2 separate regions of the Anser cygnoides genome follow, and region 1 is linked to region 2. A link is a contact called in public Hi-C data. All regions are on one chromosome and are shown on one strand. Each heading gives the region's core, a stretch centred on a gene start, on an enhancer-like site or on the middle of the called end of the contact. The rest is flanking DNA. Distances are from core to core; before and after follow the strand shown.

Evidence for each region. A called contact is a pair of places that touch in the nucleus more often than the background predicts.
Region 1: a contact with region 2 is called in a Hi-C map of liver, with 2.4 times the contacts expected there. The contact joins the promoter of EIF4EBP1 here to the promoter of TACC1 in region 2. A contact is called at or near these places in 2 of 7 Hi-C or Micro-C datasets (granulosa cells and liver).

The regions. Positions count from the first base shown.
Region 1 is chr26:891,666-898,208 of Taihu_goose_T2T_genome, forward strand. EIF4EBP1 (eukaryotic translation initiation factor 4E binding protein 1) reads right to left here and starts at 3,869. Exons shown (of 3, transcript XM_066983481.1): 1 at 3,674-3,869; 2 at 818-988. The coding sequence starts at 3,821.
Region 2 is chr26:702,753-709,003 of Taihu_goose_T2T_genome, forward strand. It overlaps TACC1 (transforming acidic coiled-coil containing protein 1), which reads right to left and starts at 1,945. Exons shown (of 16, transcript XM_066983502.1): 1 at 685-1,945. The coding sequence starts at 875.

The DNA of each region.
Region 1 (6,543 bases), core at 2,619-5,118, 190 kb after region 2:
TACTGACCCTGCAACGATTTCACTTGGAGTAAGCAGGGCAGCCAGCTGATGGCTATTCAGAGCTTTATTTTTAGGGACAGGATCGCTGATCATACGTGGCATTTTCAGGTTCCTCCAAGAAGTGAGCTCAACTTTTTATTTTTAGACTGTTTGAGAGCAGTACTTGCCTCTTTCCTGCTACAGTGCCTTCGACGTGCTCCTGTGCACAGCGGTCAGTGATCTCTGTCCTGCTCTGGACTAACTTTTACCTTCCCATCTTATGCCCACCCGCAAGCTCCTGTGGAAGCCGCTCAAGACAGCGGTGGATACTGGAAAGCTTACCTACAGCAACCAGCCACCGTGCCTCAGCTAAGTCAGCTGAGCTCACTTGTACACCAGAAGCTCTGATGTCCAAACAGTCAGAGAATTTACATCTCAGGTTGGCTTCAAACAAAACTGAATTCCCAAGCAAATCCTGCTCTAAACCGTAACACGATCGTTTTCAGAAAAGGCAAAACAGCTGCGAAACGGCAGAGGCGAGAGCAGCTGCTCCCATTCTCTCACCACAGGATTATTGGTGCAGTGGCATTCTCCTAAACGCCAAATTAATGAGAAAAGTGATAACGTGATACAAATTACACCGAAACCAAGAAATGTTCGCATTACCGTGGGCCACAGCAGAAACTAGCGGCCATGAGAACCCAACGACCAGGCCCCACAGCACCTCGGGAGCAGCAGTGTTCACCACAGCCCGCAGGCACCTCCCGGCTCCGCTCCGCGAGAGCTGCCGTGTTCGTGGGAACCAGGAGCGGGCCTGGCTCGGGTCCTGCGTGCTCACCTACGCTCGGTTTCTCATCGTAGTTCTGCACGTGGTTGTTCTCAACCTTCACCTCCTCCACACTTGGGCTGGTAACGCCTGGAATGTCCGGAAGGTCAGAAGGTGGCGTTTTGGCAACCGGAGAATTGCGGCACTCCATCAGAAACTTGCGATCATAAATAATCCTGGTACCTGGAGAGACGAGAGCGCTGTCAGAAGAGGCACACGAGGGCCAGGCTCCGCAGCTCCGGCAAAGCGCAGCAGGCTCAGGGGGAGCTGCCAAGCTGGGGCTGCGCGCGGATTTCTAGGAACACGGCCACGCCGAACAGCGCGTTCTGTTCCTCGCGAGGGAGCCGCTGCTGGACAAAGCCCAAACCCGCGGGCGGAGAAGGGCTCCCTCCACACAGCCCGCAGCCTTAACCCGGGAGGCGCTGCGAACAGCTGTTCCCTTCCCCAAGAGGAGAGCCGCAAACCTCCGCCCTGGGGCTGCCCCTCGCTGCTCCGCTGCCCCTCCAGCCAGAGCAAAACCCTCCTGGGGCGCTTCCCAGAAAGCTCCGGCCAGAGGTAAACCCGTGCGGGGAAATAAACTCCCCCTAACAGCCAGGCCACCACGCTCACGTTATTTCGAAGGGTTGCTTAAAAAAGAGTAATTAGATATTTGGTTTCACGCTGCCGATGGGCTCCCCAGACACCACAAAGCCCGCCTCACCGCACGGTTTTGCCCGAGCCGTCCCCACAGGCCGGGGAGAACCGACACGACTCGGAGCTGCGCGCAGCCGGGCTGGCTCCCAGGAGGGCAGGATCGCACCCCGCCGGCTCCGCTGGGGGCAGCGGCAGCTCCTGGAGCTGCAGCTCGGGTACGGAGGGCTGGGAGCACGGCCCGCGACAGCCCCGCCTCGACACCGAACCCTCGGCGTGCAAGGGGAAGGTGCGGAGGGAAACGCGGCTCGCCTTGGGCGCTTTCCCTGGGACGAGGCTTGGTGGAAGCGCCCCCCAACACGCCCTGCCCCGCTCCCAGACGCGGCGGGTTCCGCGGTCACCCCGCACGTGGGCCCGGGGGGAGACGCCGCGTGCACGTGCCCTCGGCAAAGGCAAGGGGCCAAGCCAAGCACGAAGGGGACAGCGGAAGGAACGGGTGCTGCTGAAAGGCCACCCGCCGCCTCTCGCCTGCTCCTTCCTGCTGTCGTGTTAACCTCTGCCGCGGGGAAAGCCAGCTCCGTCCCGTGCCCACGGGGAGCTCCTTCGCTCCCCCCAGCCTGCCCGGGGGGGGGATGAGGGAGCCCAGGAGCCCCGGCACGAGGCAGCTCGCCTGGGTCAGCCCCGCTGCGGGGACCGGAGGAGGACACCAGCACACGCGGGGGACTCGGCGTGAGAGGTGCCTGTCGCCGTCTCCACGAGGGCTGCTCGTGGCGATGCAGGAGGAGGAATTGTTCTCGGAAAGGGGAGCAGAGGATGGCAGCAGCCCCCGGCTGAGGCTCCCTGACCCCGGGGCAGGCTGGGCCCCAGGCACCGCGGTCACGGGGCGCTGGGGGCTCTGCCGGGGCGCACACGCCTTGACGGCAAACACCGGCCGCTCTCCTTCCCTGCGCCGGGTGCTCGCTAGCTCCCAAACACCAGCCCCGCAGGGCTCGCCGAGCGGCCGGCGGCGCTGAGCGGGCCCGGGAACGCCGCCCAGAAGCATTCCTCCCAGCCCCACCTCGCGGGGCTCGGCTGCCCGCTGCCTTCAAGGGAGAGAGTGCAACAGAAACAACGCCAGGGCTTCGGCTCCCCGGCCAGCCCCAGGCTTCTGCACGAGCCCAAGCGCATGCGCCTGCATCAGCGGCGCCGACTTCCCCCTTCCCCACCAGCTCCCAGCCCGCAGCGCCGCTGAGAAAAACCTGGGGACGGTTTGGGGACCGTTTCTCCCTTCCTGCTCCCCGCTCCGATCTCTGGCAGCGGCGTGGAGAAAGCTCCTCAGGGGCACGGAAAATAAATAAAAAAAAATACGGGGGAGCTGCCGAGTAGGAGCTTGGGGTGCTGGGCTCAGGGCTGTGCCCCCGAAGCACGGCCCCAAACCGGGCTGCGTGGGGCGAGCAGCACCGGCAGCGGGCACGGCCGGGGGGCAGCTCCCTGCCCCGAGCTGTGTGTGGGGGGGTGTGGGGGCAGCAGCACCCCTGCGGTGTTTTGGGGCCGTGGGGCACGGCGCTGCCAGGAAAAGTTCAGGAGGTTGGGAGGGATAAACGGTTCCCTTCCACGCGGTGCCGCGGGGAGGGGAGCCCCCCCCCCAGCAGCCCCCCCAGGGGTCTCCCTCCTGTGGGGCAGCACGACCCCCCCGCTCCTTCCCCCCAGAGAGGCCCGCAGCTCCAGGCAGCCCCCCCCGAAAAGGGGAAGGGGAGCACGGCCCCAGGCACCCCTCCGAGCCCCCCCAGCCCGGGTGAGAGCCCACCAAGGACCCTACCCCGCCGCAGCCCCTCTCCGAAGGGGGGAGGCAGCCCCAGCCCCCACGGAGCCGGAGCCCCCCCCACAACGGGAGCCCCCTCCCCCCCAAAAAAACCCCAAGAGAACCCCTCTGGGGACCCACTCGCCCAAAAAAGCGCCCCCCCCGAACCCCCCTCCAAGGAGAGGGACCCCCCCCAAAAACAGAGGGGACCAAAAAGAACCCAAAGAGAGGAAGACCCCAAAAAAAGAGGGAACCCCCCAAAAACGGGGAAGACCCCCCCAAAAACGGGGAAGACCCCCCCAAAAACGGGGAAGACCCCCCCAAAAACGGGGAAGACCCCCCCAAAAACGGGGAAGACCCCCCCAAAAACGGGGAAGACCCCCCAAAAACGGGGAAGACCCCCCCAGAAACGGGGGAGGACCCCAAGAACCCCCCCCCCCCGCCCCGCTGCCGCTCACCGCCCGGCGTGGTCCCGAAGACGGTGCCCCCCGGCGTGGTGCTGTAGTCCCCGGGCGGCAGCGGGGCGCCGTCGGGCAGGGCGAGGCGCTTGCCGGGCCCCGGGATGTCGCGGCTCGGCGTCGGCCCCTGGCAGCAGCGCCCCGACATGGCCGCCACCCTGCCGCCCCGCCGCCCTGCCCGCCGCTTCCGGCGCGGGGCCCGCCCCTTCCGGTGCGGGCGGCACGGGAAAGGGGCGGGGCCCGGAGGGGGCGGGGCCTGGAGGGAGAGGCGTGGCCTGTCTGGGGGCGGGGTCTCAGTGGGGGTGTGGCCTAGGTGTGCAAAGGGGGCGTGGTCTAACGCTGGTGGGCGGGGCCGTGGGCGGGGCCAAGCGCGGCCGGGGCCGCCGGGTCCCTGTGCCCGCCGCTGACGGTGCCCGGCCCCGGGGCTCCGCGGGGGTGGGGGCTCCCAGTGCCCCAGTGCTCCCAGTGCCCCAGTGTCTCCAGTGCTCCCAGTGCTCCCAGTGCCTCCAGTGCTCCCAGTGCCCACAGTTCCCCAGTGTTCCCAGTGCTCCCAGTGCTCCCAGTGCCCCCAGTGTCCCCCAGTGTCCCCCAGTGCTCCCAGTGCTCCCAGTGCCCCCATCCCACCCAGTGCCCCCAGTGCTCCCAGTGCTCCCAGCCCACCCAGTGCCCCCAGTGCTGCCAGTTCTCCCAGTGCCCCCAGCCCACCCAGTGTCCCCCAGTGCCCCAGTGCTCCCAGTGCCCCAGTGCTTCCAGTGCTCCCAGTGCCTCCAGTGCTCCCAGTGCCCCAGTGTCTCCAGTGCTCCCAGTGCCTCCAGTGCTCCCAGTGCCTCCAGCGCTCCCAGTGCCCACAGTTCCCCTGTGTTCCCAGTGCTACCAGTGCCCTCAGTGTCCCCCAGTGTCCCCCAGTGCTCCCAGTGCTCCCAGTGCCCCCAGCCCACCCAGTGCCCCCAGTGCTCCCAGTTCTCCCAGTGCCCCCAGTGCCCCCAGCCCACCCAGTGCCCCCAGCCCACCCAGTGCCCCCAGTGCTCCCAGTGCCCCCAGTGCTGCCAGTTCTCCCAGTGCTCCCAGCGCCCCCAGTGCCCCCAGTGCTCCCAGCGCCCCCAGTGCCCCCAGTGCTCCCAGCCCACCCAGTGCTCCCAGTGCTCCCAGTGCTCCCAGTGCCCCCAGCGCACCGTCCCGGCGGTGACAGCAGCGTTCCGTCGTCCCCCCGCCAAGGGGCATTTGGGGCCCCGCGGCGGTGCCGGGCCGCGGCTGTCAGCGGCCCGCGGGGCTCAGCGCGGCCGAGCCCTGGCAGCGCCCCGGGGCCGACAGGTGGAGCTCGGCTCCCGCCGGCCGGGGGCTGCGGCTGGAAACGGCACAGGAAAAGCTACGAGCACTGCCTCGCTGCCCTGGGCACTGCCTGCGCACACCCCTTGGCCTAGGCTGAGCCGGCGGGGGGGGCTCCCCAAAACCAACCCCAGTCCCCATCCCATCCCCATCCCATCCCCATCCCCATCCCCATCCCCATCCCCATCCCATCCCATCCCCATCCCCATCCCCATCCCCATCCCCATCCCATCCCCATCCCATCCCAACCCATCCCCAGTCCCCATCCCCATCCCATCCCATCCCATTCCCATCCCCATCCCCATCCCATCCCATCCCCATCCCATCCCATCCCCATCCCATCCCAACCCATCCCCAGTCCCCATCCCATCCCATCCCCATCCCATCCCCATCCCCATCCCCATCCCATCCCCATCCCATCCCACCCCCATCCCATCCCCATCCCCATCCCATCCCATCCCAACCCATCCCCAGTCCCCATCCCATCCCATCCCCATCCCATCCCCATCCCCATCCCATCCCCATCCCAACCCATCCCCAGTCCCCATCCCATCCCATCCCCATCCCATCCCCATCCCCATCCCATCCCCATCCCATCCCATCCCAACCCCATCCCCATCCCATCCCCATCCCATCCCCATCCCATCCCATCCCAACCCCATCCCCATCCCAAAAACCAACCCCATACCCATCCCATCCCATCCCCATCCCATCCCCATCCCATCCCCAATCCCCATCCCATCCCCATCCCATCCCAACCCCATCCCCATCCCATCCCCATCCCATCCCCTTTGCCCCGGTGCGGCTGCTGAATCGATTACCGGGCGCTGGGCAGGAAGCCAACGCATCCGGCCGTGCCGGGTGACACCGGCCGTGACCCCAGCCCAGCGCGGCGCCCAGGCACGGCTTAACGAGGCCCCCGGCCGTTTCCTCCTCCCGATCCCAGAGAATGGGGATGGGGTCAGGGTGCCCGCGGGAGGTCGGGCTGCCGGGGCACATCCTGCCTGCGGTGGGGCTCGGGGCTGCGGTTCCCAACCTCGTCTGGGCGCCTGCCCCGCTGCCCGGCACCCAAAGCCGTGGATCAGGGTGAAGAGGGGGCGTGGGGACCCCAGCCCCCCACGGAGGTCCTGGGGGTGCTCCTGGTGGGGGGGTTTTGCCCTCCCCTCGCGGGCTTCTGGCCCCGCTGTCCGCGGGCTCGCGTTGGCAGCGCCCGCTGGTGCCAACGTGTTCATCTCCAGGGCGCTTTATCTGTTCTCTCCCCGGGCTGCAAAGCCCTTCATCATCCTCATGTGACGCACGTTATCACCTCGCTGCCTTCTAAATCGGGAACGGGGGGGAGCCGTGTGGCAGCGCCCCTCCCCAGCAGCCCCTGTTTGGCCCCGACCCGCTGGCACAAATCCCTCCTTGCCGACCTAGGGGGGGGGCATTTGTGAAACGCCTGCTCCTCCAGCGGGGCAAAACTCCCCCGTGGCTCTTGGAAAACTCGTCCCACAACCCACGAGCTATTCGGCCTTTCTGGTCGCCCTGCGTGCGGGGAGCACCCC
Region 2 (6,251 bases), core at 695-3,194:
CGCCTAACAGGGCTCCCACCCCAGCATGCCCTCCCACCCTGCACGTGCGACAAGAAAACGGGGTCTGTGCCCCCTACCCAGGCACCAAGCCTCAGCCAAGGAGTCCCAATAAAGCACTGACGCTGCCTCTCCCCCTAGAATCGCCTCTCCCCAAACCATCCCTCGAAGGGGGAAGGCCAGCCAGCCAGCAAGCCTCAGCGTCAGGAAGCAGCCAGAACCCACAGCAGTCCCCTTCGCGGGGGAAGATTTGACAGAGCAGCTAAAAAGCACAGAGGTGACCCTGCTAAGGGAACATTATGCTTGGATTTATTTTAATTAAAGTGCCCGAGTGAACATATCAATTTCTGACACCATTTGGGGCTTTTTAGTTCTGAGAAACTGAAAACTCAAATTATTAATTTTTTTTTTTTGGTGTTATGGCTTGGGTTGCATTATTTTTTGGCAAGAAAAGTGTTGACACCCTTGAAAGCTTTCACCTTCCTAAAAAAAGAAAACTATAAAAAGCCTTCCTTGGATGAAAACAATTTCCCGATCAGCCCGACCGCCCTCGTGCCTGGGTGTGTGGGCAGCGGGGCAAAGCCCAGCGTCCCCCCGCTTGCCGCAGAGGGCACCCCGCAGCCACGCCAGCAGCCTCGACCGTTCCCTGAGCTCCCCAGGAAAAGCTTTTGATAAACGGGAACATACCTCTGCCACTGGTGCAAGGGCCAGCCTCTGCTCCGTGCAAGGGGAGCACAAAACCCAGTGCCCTGACTCCACTCGGGGCAGGTAAGCGAAGGAGGTGAAGAGATGGCGTCTTTCTTTGTTGTTTTTTTTTCAGTCCCAGGCTTAAGATGCGGATCTTGGAACACTTTTTTGGCTGCTCTTATGTTCTGCATTCATTTAAGAGACCAAGCACCACACACGGGCTGTGCCGGTGTGTGCGCGCCTGCAGGTCGAGCGAAGCCAGAGCCGGTCCGTGCCAGGCTGCCCGGGCTCTGCAGCACCGTGTGCGGGGCCAGGAGGGCACAGGGCAGGGCTCTGGCAGCCTTCCCAAAGCCTCAGCCCTGTAATTCGGTGCCTCTGCTTTCAGAACTTCCTGCAGCTATTTCCATGCAGGGCAATTCAGAACGCTGCCCTTCCTTGCCCAGGTAAAAATCCCCGTGTGGCTGCAGGTGCTGCAGCTTGCGGCCGCCCCGAGCCCTCTGCTCACCCCGCAGGGCGCACAGGGGTGGCTGCCGGCACCTGGGTGCAGCAGGGCTGCGACAGGGAGTGCAGGCTTCAAGGATTTATCTCAGAAATACGCTTCCGTGAGGCTCTGCTGAGCCTCTGCCAAGCTGCAAGAACCCGGCGTTTCCCAACAAGTCCATCCTACCAAAGCGGGGATCCGTACTGAGGGAGCAGACCCAAACCAACGCGCACCGGCTGTCGGCAGGCTTGCTCCTCGCCAGACCAGCCTGGGATCAGCACGGGCAAGGGAGCCAAGGCCATGGCAAGGTGCGTTAGCAAACGAGCATCACTGGTGCTGGGACGGGCTGAACGAGGCAGGGGATGTACAGCTGGTAACGTGCCTGTGCTGCTGGCACCGGCGCTGCTGCTCCGTGCTCGGCTCCCGACGGAGCTGGGCGCTGCGTGGCTGTTTGGGTTACATCTGCACACCCAGTGCTCCTTGGCAGGGGTCCCGCGAGCAATAAACAAATAGAGGCCGCTGGGAAACTGCAGGCTTTCCCGTCAGATGCTCTCAGGGAAAGCCAGGAGGGGGAAGGCACAAAAATGGTGACGATTATGTATCTCCCTAGGAGGGAAAACTGGTTTCCAGACACCAAGAACCCAAGTGGCACAGAGTGCTATTTCACACCGCCCGCTCCAGAGCTCACTCAACATGATAAACATTGCCAAAGCTTAATTGGGCTTTGCCAGCCCCTTGGGACAACAGCGAGGGTCAGTGCCATGATCTACAAGCCACAGCCCCAGCCCCAGGCAGTGAAAAGTCCTGCTGAGGAGCCCCAGGAGCCCCGGCACAGCTCAGCTCCGGCGGGGCGAGCGCGGCTGCGTGAGCGGGGCTGGCTTCCCAGCTGCGCAAAGCACCACGAGACCCTGAGTAGTCACACGCAGCATCACGGCTGTGCTGCTCACACCATGAAACTCTGCCAGGAAAGCTGTCCCCCGAGGACAGGGGCTGGCAATGCCCGCAGAAGCCCCACAGGCACCTTGCAGAACGGGGAGGGAGCCAGGACCTGTGCACGGGTGGAGCAGAGCTGGCGCTGGGGGGGCCCTGCACCCCGAACCCATCCAGCACCCCAAGGAGCACTGCGCAGGAGCTGGCCGGCGGGGTGGCTGCAGTCTGAGAGAAGGCAGATGGTAATAATTAGCCGTACACTAATTCCATGGAAATTTCCATGTGCCTGGGAAAGAGGCTCACCGAGCCCTTGCTGCTGCCCCAGGGCAGAGTTTCACTGGAGTTTCCGGGGACTGTGACTAAGAGCTGGGCTGTCACACGGGTGGTGTTTAAATGCCTCCGTGGAGCCTCGCATCAAAACAGCACCGGCCCCAAACCCACCCGGAGCCGGCGGTGCTGGGCTGCGAGGTGCTCGGGTAGTGGGGGCAGCACCCAGCGGCCTCGGGGGGCGGCTGCTGTGCCCGAGCCCTTCTCCTGCTGTGGTTTGCTCTGGGTGAGAGCGCCGGGGACATCTCCCCTCGTGGTCCCCGAGGGAGGCAGCCCGTCACCCGCCCGGCGGGAGCTCGGCACGCAGCATCCCGAGCACTCTCACGGCTCCTCCCTGGCAACACAAACGGAGTCACAACAGGGCCCTGGAGGCCGGTAACGTGCTGAGCTCGGGCCCTGGCGGCGAGCCCGGCGTGCCCACGCGGCCCCGCTGCGGCAGGCTGCAGGTGCCGCTGCCCTGCTCTGCCCTGGGGAGCACCACGAGAGCGGGGTCAGAGCGGGCAGGAGGGCGCGATGCTCTGCTCCAGGGTGTCCTCTGAGGTCTGCTGCCACAGAGGGGGTGCTGGGGTGGCCGGGGAGACCTCGCTCCCTGCTCTTCTCCTCCCTCCTGCCTGATGCAAAGTACGCAGGCAAGCGCTCGGCGAGCGCCCCAGCCCTCGGCTCCCTTCTCCTTCCTACCTTTCCCGTGCAGGCTCGTCCCGGCTCCGGCACTCTCCGCTACCTGTCCCGGGGGCTCCTTAGAAAGCTGCTTGCGTAAGCAGCTGCCTGGAAAAGGAGCAAGGAGGAAGGAAGGGGATGGACGGGAGTAGGGAGGGCCAGGCGGCGTCAGGGTATCTCAGTGCACCCTACAGTCTGAGCGAAAGGAAAAAGGATGTTTTGTAATATTTGGCGAGCCCTTCCCCGAGCTGGGAGAGGAAACCAGTGGGGCAGACGGCGCTCGGCGAGCCATCCACGCACAGCACTGCCGGTACCGGAGCCTCTCCGCCTGCATCCCGCGTCTCCTGCTGGGGCCCCACTGGTGTCATGCTGGAAAAATGTGCTCTTGGCTGGAATTTGGCAGCCTGGCCTCTGGTGGGGAGGGAGCCTCTCTGCTTACAGAGGGAGCGGGAGCTGTGGCCTCGGGGCTGTGGGGAGAGGGTTTGCTGAGCTCTGGTGGCAGCAGGACGGCTCTGGAAGCATCCCTGCATCCTGCACCCCAGCCCTGAGGCCTCTGCTGCCCAGCCAGCTCCTTCCCTCCCCGGGGCAAACCCCAAACCTCCTCCCTGTTCTCTGGAGCCCTGAGGGGGCATCGCAGCCCCACAGTTTGCCCAAACCGTGGTCTGGTCCCAGAGGTCAGGGCTCAGCTCTGCACGTACACAGAAATCAGCTCGGGTTAAACAAACTCACCCCAAAGCAGCGGTGCGAGAGGCACCAGCCCGACTCCGGCTGGCTGCGGAGAGGAGCGTGCAGGATCCGGCCCCCGGCTGCCTGCGGCCGCTCCCTGCAGAGGGAGCGCAAGGAGCAGGAATGAGCAGGCTGGGAGCAGCCATTTCATCCTCGGAAAACGTAGTGCAGGGACGGGGCTGCTGCTGCCCGAAGGAGGAGGAGAACTCTGCTCAGCCCAGGAACAACCCCACACCAGCCAACCCTGCAGCCTGCTTCCATGTGCCCAGCCAGACCCTGGTCCTTGTCCCGCGCCCTGGCCGCAACGACCTTCCCAAAGCCCTGGGACCCGCAGCAGCTGCACAGCCCCTGCAAAGCAGAGGGAATGAAACCAGTGCCCTGCATTCCCACCTGCTGCAAAGAGCAGGAGGAGGACGGTGAGCTGGGTGAACTCAGCTGGGCCACGCACAGGGGCTGGCAGGATGGGGCTGAGGGCCCAGGAGCCTCCCATCGCTTCTGCCCCCCCCGAGGAGCTCTGCCCGCATCTGCTGGCCCCGAGCACAGCACGGGTACCTCAGTTTGGAGGAAGGGCCCCGCTCCATCATCCCGCTCTGAGGGCCACAGCCTCCCACCTGCCCAGCTGAAACATTTGCTTTCCAGTGAGCCGGCAGCAAAACACCAGCACTGGGATGGGCACACCAACAGGACGTATGCTGCCAGCCCCATGCCCGCTGCCCACACCGACCCCGGGGCTTTGCTGCGGGAGGAGGGCGCTGCCGGCTGCGGCAGAGGGCAGTGGCGCACACGGTTGTCTCATCGTTGGCTGCCGTCCAGCCTCAAACTCCCATCTCCCAACTTGCTCTTTCTTTTCAGCTGAAACTTCCTGCCATTTATCATTTCAATTCTTCGCCTCTTCAGCAGTGCAGAAAATTGGCACTTAATTTGCCCTGCCAGGCTGCGTGGTGGCAGCTTAATTGACCCTTGTTGCGCACCCTCGCCACATCGCGGTCGCTGAGCTCAGGCTTGTGCCACGCTAATTTCCCGACCACTCTTGGTTCGAGCTGCCCTTTTCAGGGGGTTGCTTGTGCTCAGTTCCGGGCAGGAGCACTGGGAAGAACGCGGCCGCCAGCCACGGGGAGCGGCGCTGGGAGGTGGGACAGACGCTCCCACAACGGTTTCTCATCCGAAGAGCAATCCTGCGCCTGGCCCGAGCCCCTGGGGAGCCTGGAGCCCTTGCTCAGGATGGTCCCTCCCAGGTCTGCGTTGAGCAATTTGGTTTCCCGCAGCTGTCCGTGGGCCTGCCTTTTCCCAGCTCCATGCCTCCTCAGCTGCTTAGTCGGTTGCTCCACAAACCAGCACATTTCAGATTGCCACCTTTGGTACCGTGTGCTGCAGAGCGTCACAAATCTCAGAGCTCCTCCAAGCCTTGCAAAAGTCAGAAACACGAGCCTCCAGTTGCTACCCTGACTTTCCTGGTTGTTTTCCAAGAGCTGGTCCCAAGCACTCAGCCTTGCCTGAGTCGGAAGGATCACAGAGCGTCAGTGGCTGAGCGGCACACTGACCAGAAAGCTTATAATAAAAGCTGATTTATAGCAATCACCCAGATATAACCTCAGCTTAGTTCCAGTTGCCCTATTGCATCATTTGGGGCAAAGATTGCTCCGTGAGTACCTGAAATAATTGGTATTCGGAGCACAATAAAACCCCACGTGTGGTTCACGATCCAGGCAGAACTGCATTATGGCAGATGTCTAGCAGGGGAATAAGATTTTTCCAGGTGAACGGAGGAAATGCATGTAATTCTTGCTTCGGAGTATTTCTGAGCACTGCTGAAGAGAAGTGGCCTGCACATTTGCTCCTCCGCTGCACGACGGCAGCGAGGGCAGGAGCCCAGCCTGTGCCCAGCTGTGCAGCCTGGCGCAGGGCCGGCCGAGAGCCCGTGGGCAGCAGGGTCCTCCTGGGGCTCGCACCGCCACGAGTGGTCCTGAGCAGCCCCGCTGGGAGCGCTGAGCGAGGGGCTCGGGTGCAGGTTCTCCGGGCAGCGTTAGAGGTGGCACCGTGCGTCCCGGGTGCTCTGTGAAGGAGGGGGGCTTGCGTGGTGATCCATGCATCACCGCTCCGTTTGCGTCGGGCCATGGAGTCCTTCCAGCGCTCCGAACACAATGAGTTAGTATCTGCTGCTCTGCAGTTTGTATCCAGGCTGAAACCCCGGCCAGCTGGGAGCATGTTGGGACCAGACTCAAGTACAAAGAACAATGGAAAAGGCATCGCGAGGGGCGGGTGGAAAGGCAGGATCCAGCGCTTGGTGACAGCGCCGCATCTGGGGCTGCTCAAAGCTCTCCGATTCTCCACCGAGAGAGGATCACAGCTTCCAGACCCTCCTTTCAACTCTGTGTCTTGTCCCCTCGCTCCCCTTCATTATGTTTTCAGGCCACGGGCTCTGCCTGCCAAATGGTATCCCGGGGAA